Linked DNA regions of Macaca mulatta: region 2 is linked to region 1. Evidence: chromatin contacts called from public Hi-C data. All regions are on one chromosome and are shown on one strand. The core of a region is the stretch at or near the end of the contact, and the rest is flanking DNA. Distances in the headings are between cores, read along the strand shown.

Region 1 (5,538 bases), core at 786-3,285:
GATACATGCGCAGGATGTGCAGGTTTGTTACATAGGTAAATGCGTGCCATGGTGGTTTGCTGCTCCTGTCAACCCATCACCTAGGTATTAAGCCACACATGCATTAGCTATTTATCCTGAGAGCATCTTCCTTGCATAAAAGAGCCCGTTGATTTTTTCTAAGGGGTCTTTTATTACTATTTATTGTTTTTATTTATTATTACGTTTTTCAGAGAGGAGTTCTCGCTGTGTCACCCAAGTGGAGTACAGTGGTGCCATCATAGCTAACTGCAGCCTCAAACTCCTGGGCTCAAGTGACCTTCTGCCTCACCCCCTCAAGGAGCTGGGTGTAAATGCTTTTTGAGGCACTTCTAACTTGAAAACATGGTACGGAGGAACTGAAGAGAATGTCCTTCCTAGCACCACCTGCTTTCTAAAATTGCCACTGGCAGAATGTCCCTGGCGTCTTGTTACCCACTGGGGGCCATGCCAGGCTGTCCATCTGAGAGACTTGGGCTCTGTTTTCAGTACAGCTGGGGAACGGAATCCTGCACACACTTCCACCGCTGGGACCAAGGCTACTTGCATAAAAACACTCTGCAGATCCATGCTTCCATGAAAGGGGGAAAGGACATCCAACCTCTTTGAGAGATTTTATCACCTCCAAAATGATGTTTGCACTCCTTTTGCCAGCCTGGTGAAAGACAGACCCACCCACAAGCAGAACTAAGGGTCCTCGGTGTCTCTATATATTAATGTTGCGGACACCACACAGAAAGAGAGAGACAGAGTTATGATGGGACCCACAGGAGTTGCAAATAAGCACGTTGTCAGGGCTACATCACTGCTCTGTTCCTTCCCAGCTGGGAGACTCAGGCCAAGCTTCTTGAACATGTCTGAGCTTCTGTTGCCTCCTCCGTAGAAGGCGGGTCACATTTGCCTCTGACGGTTTGTTGTGAAACATATTTAGCTATGACTTTTAAGGCGCTAAGCTCAATGCCTGGCATATCGTAGCACTGCTAATTACCATCATTAATTATGTCCTAAGGAGGTCAAACGGCACAGTACCAGTTACCGGCAGACGTGAGTAAGTCGCTTGAACACGGAACACCATTTTCTGTATTGGTCAAGTGGGCAGGCATTCAGACGCTTTTGTCTGTCTCACAAGCGTGTTGTGAGGGTCTCATAAAGTTTTGGGCATGTAATTTCGAAAGGTGGCAGCCACGTTTTGAGTGCTTGTGATGTGCCAGGCACGTGGCTACGGGGATGCCTTCATTCGCTCAGGGAGCGGTTCCTAGTGGCTGGTCCCTGACGTGTGTGTGTGCTGGGTGGGGCTGGGGGATGTCTTCTTCCTAATAAGTGAATGCACCGCCAGGCTGAACGCCCTCGTTTTCTTCCCGCTGTACTGGGGCCTGGGAGGGCATGGACGTGATGGTCTGTGCAGCCTGGTCTCCTCGACCCTTAGGGTCTTCCCGACCCTTAGGTTGGCAAACACGAAAGACATAGACGAGCACACGCAAGCTGCCACGTTCGTTCTTTCTCAGGGTATGCAGAGGTCAGGGTAAGAATCCCTGACCTCTCGGGCGTTTCTCAAAGGATGGCCTCTGGCCGTCCGCAGCGCAGTCGCTGGGGCTGGGCTGGCTTCGAATCTCCATCTGCCTGACCCTTTAAAGAGCTGCCGGCTGAGTCCAAGTGTGAGCACACGAGGGTCTGCAGGGTCTCAAAGGAGGGAACCGCGTCCTGCAGGAGGAGCAATCAAGGCCGGCTTTCCGGAGGAGGCGGCCTCTAGGACTGGAAGAGGAGGTGGGATGTGTTTCAACCGGCAATGGGCCCCGAGAGGCCAGGGACTTGTTCTTTCAGTAACTCCAAGGCTTGGCAAAACGCCTGTCACGGGCGGCGCTCGACAATGACCAGCTAACAGCACGAACGACATGCCCGGGAGCGTCCCTGACGGTCCCCGGCACGGGTTTTACCCGCCCGCGCATGCGCGCCCGGGCCACGCCTGCTCAGCCTCCGCCCCTCCCGCCGTCGCGCAGGCGCGAAGCGGGTGACGTCACTACGCGCCAGACTCGGCGCCGGGAGATGTCGCGCGGTGACTGCGTCGCCATGGAGCCAAGGGCGGGTGAGGGGCGCGGCGCGGCGCCCGGGCGGCTGGGAATGGGGAGGGACGGCCGGGACCGGTGAGGGTCGAGGCGGGGCCACGGGGGCTGGCAGAGGATGGCGCAGAATCACCGGAGGCGGGCGAGGGGATCGGAGAGGGTCTGTGCTGGGTTCGGGTCCAACCAAATGAAGATAACGGGAAGACAAGGCGGGAGGGACACCTGCCGTTCACGTCGGGGAGCCTGTGGGCCCCGTGAGGTCGGGGAAACTGAGGTTCAGGGGCAGGATCGGAAGCCGGTTTGACTTACACGCGGGGGTCGCTTAACTGCTGTGGTCTTAACAGATGGTTGTGGAAGCCTTGTCCGCGCGGCCCTCTCTGGGCACTGGCGAGGCTTCCTCCGGTAGAGCCCCTGGCCTGTAGGAAGTCACTCGCTAGTGGGGGAAGGGGTGGATGATTGCTCGCAGGATTGCCTGGCAGATACCCATACTACTAGTACAAAAGGTGTGCCAGGGTCTGTTAAATGCCGGAACCCCAACTGTGAACAGGTCCACTCCCACCCATACTACGTGTGCAGGATGCACACAATACATAGACGGAGGGTGATCATATGCCGTCATGGTTAGAGTGACCTTTTGGGATGCCTGTCCTGTGCCAGGACTGAGCTGGGACTGGAGATTTAAGGGTGAATGAGACCCACGCTGACCCAGCAGGGCCCACAGCCTGCTGGGGGAGCAAACAGACAATTACAGAATAGGGTTCAGGCATTTCACACATTACTATGTGTCACCTTTTATTATTTTAATTATTTCTCATGTTTTTGTAACTTTCCAAAGGAAAGGCCCTGCCCTTTTCTTTTGCAATGACCCCTCCCCTTACCAGTTAGCCCATTGCTTTATTAGGGGGAATCACTGTTATGGGATTAATTGACTCCAGAGCAGGGGTCACAGTGTTACATTTCTTGTGTCCCACAGGGTACCCTGCGCAGGGCTGGGGATATTCCAGGCCCTCTGGGCTGTTAGTGAAAGTGAGGCATGCGGTAACCTTGTAGTAATTGTTCCAGTTTGGGAAAAAATAAAAACCCAAATGGTATGGGTACTCCTTAGATTTCTAAAGGAGGGTCATCTGCCTGAGACAGCACTCAAAGAGTGTTTCCTGGGGGAGGTCGAATCTAAGCTAGACCTGAGGGAGAGCAGAGGAGGTACAGGCCTGAAAGGGAGAGGGAGGTAGGCAGGTATGTTGGGGCCAGGGAAGAACAGTCCTTGAGCCACTTTTTGGATTCAGAGTGAGGAATGACAGGAGATGAGGCCAACATGGTCATCTAATTATTAATCCCACACTAATAAAGGGGATTGCAGTCAGTTATCCAAAATAATAGCTGTCTTAGAGATCACTTAGTTTAAAGGCAAGCTTACCTGACTTACGGCAAGAATAAGGGAATCATGGTTATGTCAAGACTGAACAGACTGAGAGGACAGTTTCTCTACATCAGCAGAACCTGAGTCCCCAAGCAGGGACTCTAGGAGGGCTTGGTTACAAGGCTTGAGTTGTATTTGGCTCCCCTACTGCTTCAAGGTTAGTATAACTGGATTAAATATTAGAGCTATGTTTAATTTACTGTGAACTTTAATAATTGTTCGTGAGTATGTGGTGACACATGCCTGTAATCCCTGCTACTCAGGAGGCTGAGGCAGGAGAATCGCTTGAACCTGGGAGGCAGAGGTGGAGGTTGCGGTAAGCCGAAATCACACCGTTGCACTCCAGCCTGGGCAACGAGAGCGAAACTCCATCTCAAAAACAAACAAACAAACAAACAAACAAAAAAACTTACTACATTTTTCAATGTAGAGACCAAAAACCCTCTCAATCTGGTCTGGCATAGTCATGAACTCCTATGTGGGGAGCTGAGCGTGTAACTGGAGCAGGCTTTCAGCATGGGCTGTGGAATTCCTTTGTTATTAAGTGGGACTCTTCTGTTGCAGTAGGTGTCTCCAAACAGGACATTCGTGAGCAAATTTGGGACCACATGGAATCACAAAATTTAGCTGACTTTCCCCGACCTGTTCATCACAGGATTCCCAACTTTAAGGTACTGACACATTTCTGGAGTCTGGAAAAGGAAAACAAGATATTCCGAAATGACTAACACTCATAATAAAATTCTCGTACTGCATCATGGTGGATTAGAATGTGGTGAGCAGTGAGCAGTGGTGTGAAATCAAAACCATTTGGCCAGGGCGTCCTTAGCGTTTGGAGACATTGTTTACCCTTCACCTGGGGCCTCTTGCCTCTCTGTGCAGGGCGGCTTGGTTGTCTCTAGGTGAAGTGGTGCTACTTGCTATTTTCTGTATGATACAAAGTAAAATATTTATCCTGGCCAGAAGCATGTTATTGTTGTGATGGCTTTTCACAAAATTGACCCTGCTAAGAGCGTTAGGGAGTGAAGGGTACTGAACTGGAAGTCCAGGCTCTAGCGCCTTTGGAAAGAAATGAATGCCTTGCCAGCCTAATGATGCTGGGCCTCAGTTTCCCAGCTAATCAAAATGTAAGACAATCAAAGATGGCTGTTCCTAACAGGGTTGACAGAAAAAAAAAGGTTAGTTGAAAGAGGCAGTGCAACAGTTCATAGTCTTTGGCATGCCTGTTTTCCAAGAGAAAAAGACAGCGCTTGTCAAAAATGCTGTCTCTGGCCTGAAGGACTTAGCTGTTTGCTTGCTTCACCCCATTTTGTCGGGACTGTCTCTCCCCAAGCCTGGCTTCTCCACAACAAGCTCCACCTTCTCTGGTCCTCAGCTGAGGTGGTTCCAAGACTGTCCTGTCCCTTTGAAAAACTGCTCTTTTGATGATTTTCTGTTGTTACTGTGTTTTGTTTTAATACTTCTGACCCCAGAGAGAGAAAGGTGTCTTGGCAGAGGAAAAGATGAAGGATGTAGAGAATCATGTAGAAATCTTTAAAAATGAATGAAACAGGAGAGAGGTGGGGCTTCCAGGTCATGCTGTTGCTTGATTTTGGTGGTGGTTACACAGCAGTCTTCATTTTGTGAAAAATCATCACATTTTGCACTCGTGATTTGTATTCTTTTTGGAGTGCGTGTTTTATTTCAGTTAAAACTCAAGTGGGATTAGGCTCCTTTTCTCAAATCCCTTTCCTTACTTAGACTACTTCCTTAGATGTTTCTTTGAGTGACTGTTAATGCCTGTCTGGGTGAGATTCTGGGCCAAGCTGCTTGGGCTGCAGTTGGCCTGAGAGCGTGCTGTCATTTCAGTAACGTGCGATTGCATTGGAAACAGGGCGCTTCTCATGCTGCTGAGCAACTCCCATGCTTGCAGGCGTTCAAAACGGCCAGGACCATTAAAGTAAATCCTGACGCCCCCCAGAAAAATGCTCGCTTCTTCGTCCTTGAAGTAAGTGCACCTCTGTCTATTTGCCTAACTAGGGGTCTTATCTGGCCTGCCAAAAC
Region 2 (5,866 bases), core at 1,434-3,933, 1.2 Mb before region 1:
AAGGATTAGGTATGTTCTTAAAGTCATAGCACACTAGAGGGGACAGAACTATTTCCCCAGGGCGATAGTGAGGAGTTAGCCTTTTGTAGCTCATCATAGAAGATAATCATGCCTGGATGCCCAGGCCGGCTTTCTGTGAAATTCTCCTGCTCCTTTCTGCTCAGCTTCTAACTGGTTCTTTTTTTTTTTTTCTCTACCACCACACAGGTTTCCTACAAGCAGTGCTGGAGACCCTGGTGGCCTTCAACCCGTTCTATCTTTTCTTCTCATTATTTCCCTTAATTTCATTTTTCTTCTTGAAGAACTAGGTTTATGGACAAGGCTTGGAGTTGGTTGGAAAATCATTCCTCCTTGGCTGCTCGGTGACTAGTCATTGATTGGATCTAAGGTAACTTCTTTCTTTTTTTTTTTTTTGAGACAGTTTCGCTTTTGTTGCCCAGGCTGGAGTGCAGTGGCACGATCTCGGTTCACCGCAACCTCTGCCTCCCGGTTCAAGCAATTCTCCTACCTCAGCCACCTGAGTTGCTGGGATTAGAGGCGTACACCACCGGGCCTGGCTAATTTTTTTGTATTTTTGTAGAGATGGGGTTTCACCATGTTGGCCAGGCTGGTCTTGAACTCCTGACCTTGTGATCTGCCTAACTTGGCCTCCCAAAGTGCTGGGATTACAGGCGTGAGCCCCTGCACCCAGCCGAGTTAACTTCTTCTTCTTCTTTTTTTTTTTTTTTTGAGACAAAGTTTTGCACTGTCGCCCAGGCTGGAGCGCAGTGGCGCGATCTCGGCTCACTGCAACTTCTGCCACCTGGGTTCAAGTGATTTTGCCTCAGCCTCCTGAATAGCTGAGACTACAGGTGTGTGCCACCACACCTGGCTAATTTTTTTTTTTTTTTTTGTATTTTTAGTAGAGACAGTGTTTCACCATATTAGTCAGGCTAGTCTTGAATTCCTGACCTCGTGATCAGCCCGCTTCGGCCTCCCAAAGTGCTGGGATTACAGGCATGAACCACCGTCCTCGGCCTAAGACAATTTATTAAAGGCTGAGTCACACACAAAGTAATAAACTAGATTATTTCCTGATTTATGCTTTCCCGTTGCCAAATTTTGGCTTGTCCTTGTCCTTAATTTGCCTTATTCCTTGATTACCAGTCCAAAGATGACATCTTCTAAGGAATGATAAGCATTTTTACTCTGCTCTTTCAAATCATAACATTCCATACTCTGCAGATGATTTTGCCATTTCTTACATAATTTGAGGGAAATCCTAGAGTACAATTTCCTAGCAGGCATTTGGATCTTACCCATCTTTATTTCTCAGGCTCCACAAATTGAGTACCCTTGCAGGGTGCTATCATTAGCTCTAGCCTACCAATGAAGAAACAAAAGTCCTCCATGTTAGGATATTTGAGGACATGTCCTTAGCACCTAACGGTGTCTGGCACATTTTAAATGGGAAGGTGGAAGGGGCCATCTTTTTTCTTTTTTTTTTTAAGATGGAATTTCGCTCTTTTGCCCGGGCTGGAGTGAAGTGGCTTGATCTCAGCTCACTGCAACCTCTGCCCCCTGGGTTCAAGCGATTCTCCTGCCTCAGCCTCCCAAGTAGCTGGGATTACAGGTGCCCAACACCACGCCCGGCTAATTTTTGTATTTTTAGTAGAGACGGGGTTTCACCATGTTGGCTAGGCTGGTCTCGAACTTTCGACCTCGTCATCCACTCACCTCGACCTCCCAAAGTGCTAGGATTACAGGCATGAGCCACCGCGCTCAGCCGGGACTGTCTGTCTTAGGGTCTGCAAACTGTTGTAACTGTATTAATTTTTTTTCTAGGAAATGAGGCCACAGCACTCATTTGATTTGTCCAAGGGGAAAAAATGGGGTTAGCTCAAGAGTCACCCACTTAGGCAGTTCTACACAGGGCTAAGCAACGTGCCTTCACAGGGGGCACGTGCACCCTGGGAAAGCTGAAAGAGCGAATTAGCCGGGCATGGTGGGCTCCTGTGGTCCCAGCTCCTCAGGACGCGGAGGTTGCAGTGAGCCGAGATCGCGCTACTGCACTCCAGCCTGCGCAACAGAGCAAGACCCTGTCTCTAAAAATAAAAATAAAATAAAACTCAGAGGGCACGTCTCCTAGGACACGGGGACAGGCTAGGTGGGGGCACAGGGCGTGAGAATGGCGAGCATGGCCCGAGTATGTCACGCCGGGGCTGCCATCTTTTCTGTTTTTTGAAACAGGATCTTGTTCTGTCGCTCAGGCTGGGGTGCAGTGGCGCATTGCTGCCTGGAACTCCTTGACTCAAGCGATCTTCCCGCCTCAGCTTCCCGAAGAGCTAGGACCACTGGCGCGAGACACTACGCCCGTTTAATGTTTGTTTTTTTTTTCTTTTGTAGAGATGGGGCGGGGCGGGGCGGGGCGGGGGTGGGGGGGTGGTTCTCGCTTTGTTGCCCAGGCTGGACTCGAACTCCAGGACTCAAGCGATCCGCCGGCCAACGCCTCCCAAAGCGCCAGGGTTACAGGCATCAGCCATTGCGCCCAGGCCGGGTCATCTTCTCCGAGGCCTTATGCAGAGTTCGAGACCCGCCAACCCGCTGCGGAAGACCGAGCTCCAAGACTGAACCCCGTAGGGCGCCCAGCCGCACCTCCACCGGAAGCGACTCGAACTCGAGGCCGGAAGTGACTCCATTTCTGTGCGTCGAGCTCCGCCCCACGAGCGCCCGGTTTCGGGCGGAGAGCGCGCCCCGTTTGGTACCTTGGTGTCCTATCGCGGCTTGGGACCCGACAAGATGGGCAAGAAGGGCAAGAAGGAGAAGAAGGGCCGCGGCGCGGAGAAGACGGCCGCCAAGATGGAGAAGAAGGTGTCTAAGCGCTCGCGGAAGGAGGAGGTGAGCGAGTCAGACTGGGCCTAGGGGCCCGACGTGGCGGCCGTGCAGCCTCGTCCGACTGCCAGCTCCGCCCGGGGTTGCGGGTCGCCGTGGGAGCTGCGCCGGCCCCGCGGGAGAGCTGGAGGCCGTAGAAACTGCCCCGGCGCCGCGTCCGGGCAGCCTGGACGGGGCCCGCCCCCTCCCGAGTCTCCACGTGTGTCTGGCCGCTTCCGGGAGAGCGACGGAGCTGCCTCCTTTAACGTGCTTGCTTTTCTTCGTGTGGTGTCACGGGCGTTTTTCTGCGTTTCCTCCCACTCCTCCCTCCCTCTAAAGGTAGGCTGGGTGGTGAGAAGAGGCAGGGGTTTGGCGTAGGACGACCTGAGGTTGAGCCTGGGGCTGCCTCTGCAAGATGTGTGGCCTGGGAGTAAGACTCTTAACTTTTCTGAACCTCACCCTTCTCGTTTTTCTAAAGAGGACAGATAGTCATCACAGCGGCCCTGAGGAGTAAGCAGCAGATGGTTAAGTGAAGAAGGCCCTGGAGCCACGGGGTATCCCGTAGCAGCTGATGGCAGCCATCACGGTTGTCTCCTTCCCTCTGGTCCTCAGCCCAGGGTCTGCAGGAGGATCCGTCCTGAACTTGGGGTTGAGTGTTCTGCGGCTGCTGCTCTTGGGTTCGCTAACCGGGGGCAGTTTTATGGCCTGCCGTGTACCAGGCACAGCTCCCTGGGCTTTAATCCTCACAACCAGGTCAATTCCCTAGCACTGATATTCCCATTTGACAGGAAGTCAGACCAACAGGTGAACCATGAAGTGATATGGAACTGGAGTGTGACCAGATGTCCTGAATCAGGAGCTCTTGACCACATTCCTTTGTCCCTTTTGTTCCTGCGTCATTGATCTCTCCATGTCCTCATCTCTTAAATAATGGAGTTGGACTTTTCCCCTCACACTCCTCTTAGGCTCTGACTTTTTTTTTTTTTTTTTTTTTTTTGACGGAGTCTTGCTCTATCGCCCAGGCTGGACTGCAGTAGCATGGCCTGCTGGCCAGGGTTGTGGCACAGGAAGTCAGTTCATCTGTGTGGCATCTTCAGAATGGTGCTTGGCGGAAAGTAAGCACTCAGTAACCAGCTGTTATCTGCTTTCTGCTTTTTTTTTTTTTTTTTTTTTTGAGAAGGAGTTTCATCTTGTTGCCCAGGCTGGAGTGCTGTGGCGCGATCTTGGCTCACTGCAGCCTCCGCCTCCCAGGTTCAAGCGATTCTCCTGCCTTAGCCTCCCAAGTAGCTGGGATTACAGACATGCACCACCACACCGGCTAATTTTGTATTTTTTAGTAGAAACCGGGTTTCACCATATTGGTCAGTCTGGTCTCGAACTCCTGACTTCAGGTGATGCACCCACCTTGGCCTCCCAAATTGCTGGTATTACAAAGCGTGAGCCACCATGTCCTGCCAGTTACCTGTCATTTTTACTGATCTTCATGTCTCCCTCCAGTGCCCAATACTAAGGTGATTGTAACAGTAGCTTCCCTTAAGAGAGAGAGTCTATCAGTCCTGGGGTTTGTATGTTATCTTAATGAACCCTCAAAACAAACCTTTAAAATAACTGGTCGTCTGATTAGACTAGACCTACAGAAGATCATCTCTTTAAATTCAGCTGTGTCTGTAATGCAACCTAATCACAAGAGTGGTATCCTATTATTTTGCAGTCCTGGGAATTATTGGGGGAAGGGGGACCTTGGGGACAGCTTGGAATTCTGCTCCCACAGAACTCATGTATCAGGTCACCTGGTTCGCACCTTCACTTGGTGCTGGCCTCTGCCTGTCTTTCCACCTGTCTCCCTGGGCTCACTACAGCCACAATGCCTTTATTTTAGTGTCTCAAACATGCCAAGTTCTGTTTGTGGTCTTACCTGTACCCCAACCATACTCCGCCTGACTCGTCTTTTCAGCGTTCAGCTTATTGTCACTGTGGAGAGGCTGTCGCTGACTAGGCCACTGGTGTCACCCAGACCCTGCCACCTTGCTCTCCTTCAGCCCCCCAACGATGATGAGGTTCAGCCCAGGTTAAAGACTGCTGCCTTCCAGTAGCAGCAGCAGAGCTCTCCTGGCGCATAGATGCTGGGGTTTGAACTGTTTGTTTAACCTCGTTGAGCAAAACAAGTTGAAAGAATATACAGTATGATACCATTTAATGACATTTTATTTTTTGTTTTTATTTTTTTGAGATGGAGTCTTGCTCTGTCACCCAGAGCGAGTGTTGCAGTGGTGTGATCTCAGTTCACTGCAGCCTCCACCTCCCGGGCTCAAGCAGTTCTCCTGCCTCAGCCTCCCGAGTAGTTTGGGACTACAGGTGTGCGCCACGGTGCCGGCTAATTTTTGTATTTTTTAGTGGAGACGGTTTTACCATGTTGGTCATGGCTGGTCTCGAACTCCTGACCTCAAGCAATCCACCTGTCTCGGCCTCCCAAAGTGCTGGGATTACAGGCGTGAGCCACTGTGCCCAGTCTGTTTAATGACATTTAAAAATGTAAAACAATACTATGGCTGGGCCGAGGTGGCTGCCATAGGTCAGGAGATTGAGACCATCCTGGCTAACAAGGTGAAACCCCGTCTCTACTAAAAAAAAAAATACAAAAAATTAGCTGGGCGTGGTGGCAGGCGCCTGTAGTCCCAGCTACTCGGGAGGCTGAGACAGGAGAATGGCGGGAACCCGGGAGGCGGAGCTTGCAGTGAGCCGAGATCGTGCCACTGCACCTCCAGCCTGGGCGGCAGAGCGAGACTCGTCTCAAAAAAAAAAAAAAATTGTAAAACAATACTATATGTTGCTTAGGGATACACGTGTGTAATAAAAGTGTGAAGAAAAGCTTGAGACCAATAAGCACCGAGTTCCGGGTAGTGGTTACTTCGGGGGGGTGTGGGTTTGTACATGCGGGCGTTACCCTGGGAACGGTGCACAGGAGCCGTCTTGGGTGAAGTTCCGTAACTTGTGTGTTCTAAATATTGCATAGTTT

Evidence for each region. A called contact is a pair of places that touch in the nucleus more often than the background predicts.
Region 2: a contact with region 1 is called in a Hi-C map of cortical neurons, with 5 times the contacts expected there. The contact joins the promoter of KLHDC4 here to the promoter of MTHFSD in region 1. A contact is called at or near these places in 2 of 14 Hi-C or Micro-C datasets (cortical neurons and fetal cortex germinal zone).

What each region holds. Positions count from the first base shown.
Region 1 is chr20:81,929,424-81,934,961 of T2T-MMU8v2.0, reverse strand. It overlaps MTHFSD (methenyltetrahydrofolate synthetase domain containing), which reads left to right and starts at 2,035. Exons shown (of 8, transcript XM_077986619.1): 1 at 2,035-2,238; 2 at 4,063-4,166; 3 at 5,369-5,482. The coding sequence starts at 4,104.
Region 2 is chr20:83,151,066-83,156,931 of T2T-MMU8v2.0, reverse strand. KLHDC4 (kelch domain containing 4) reads left to right here and starts at 2,683. Exons shown (of 11, transcript XM_077986645.1): 1 at 2,683-2,877.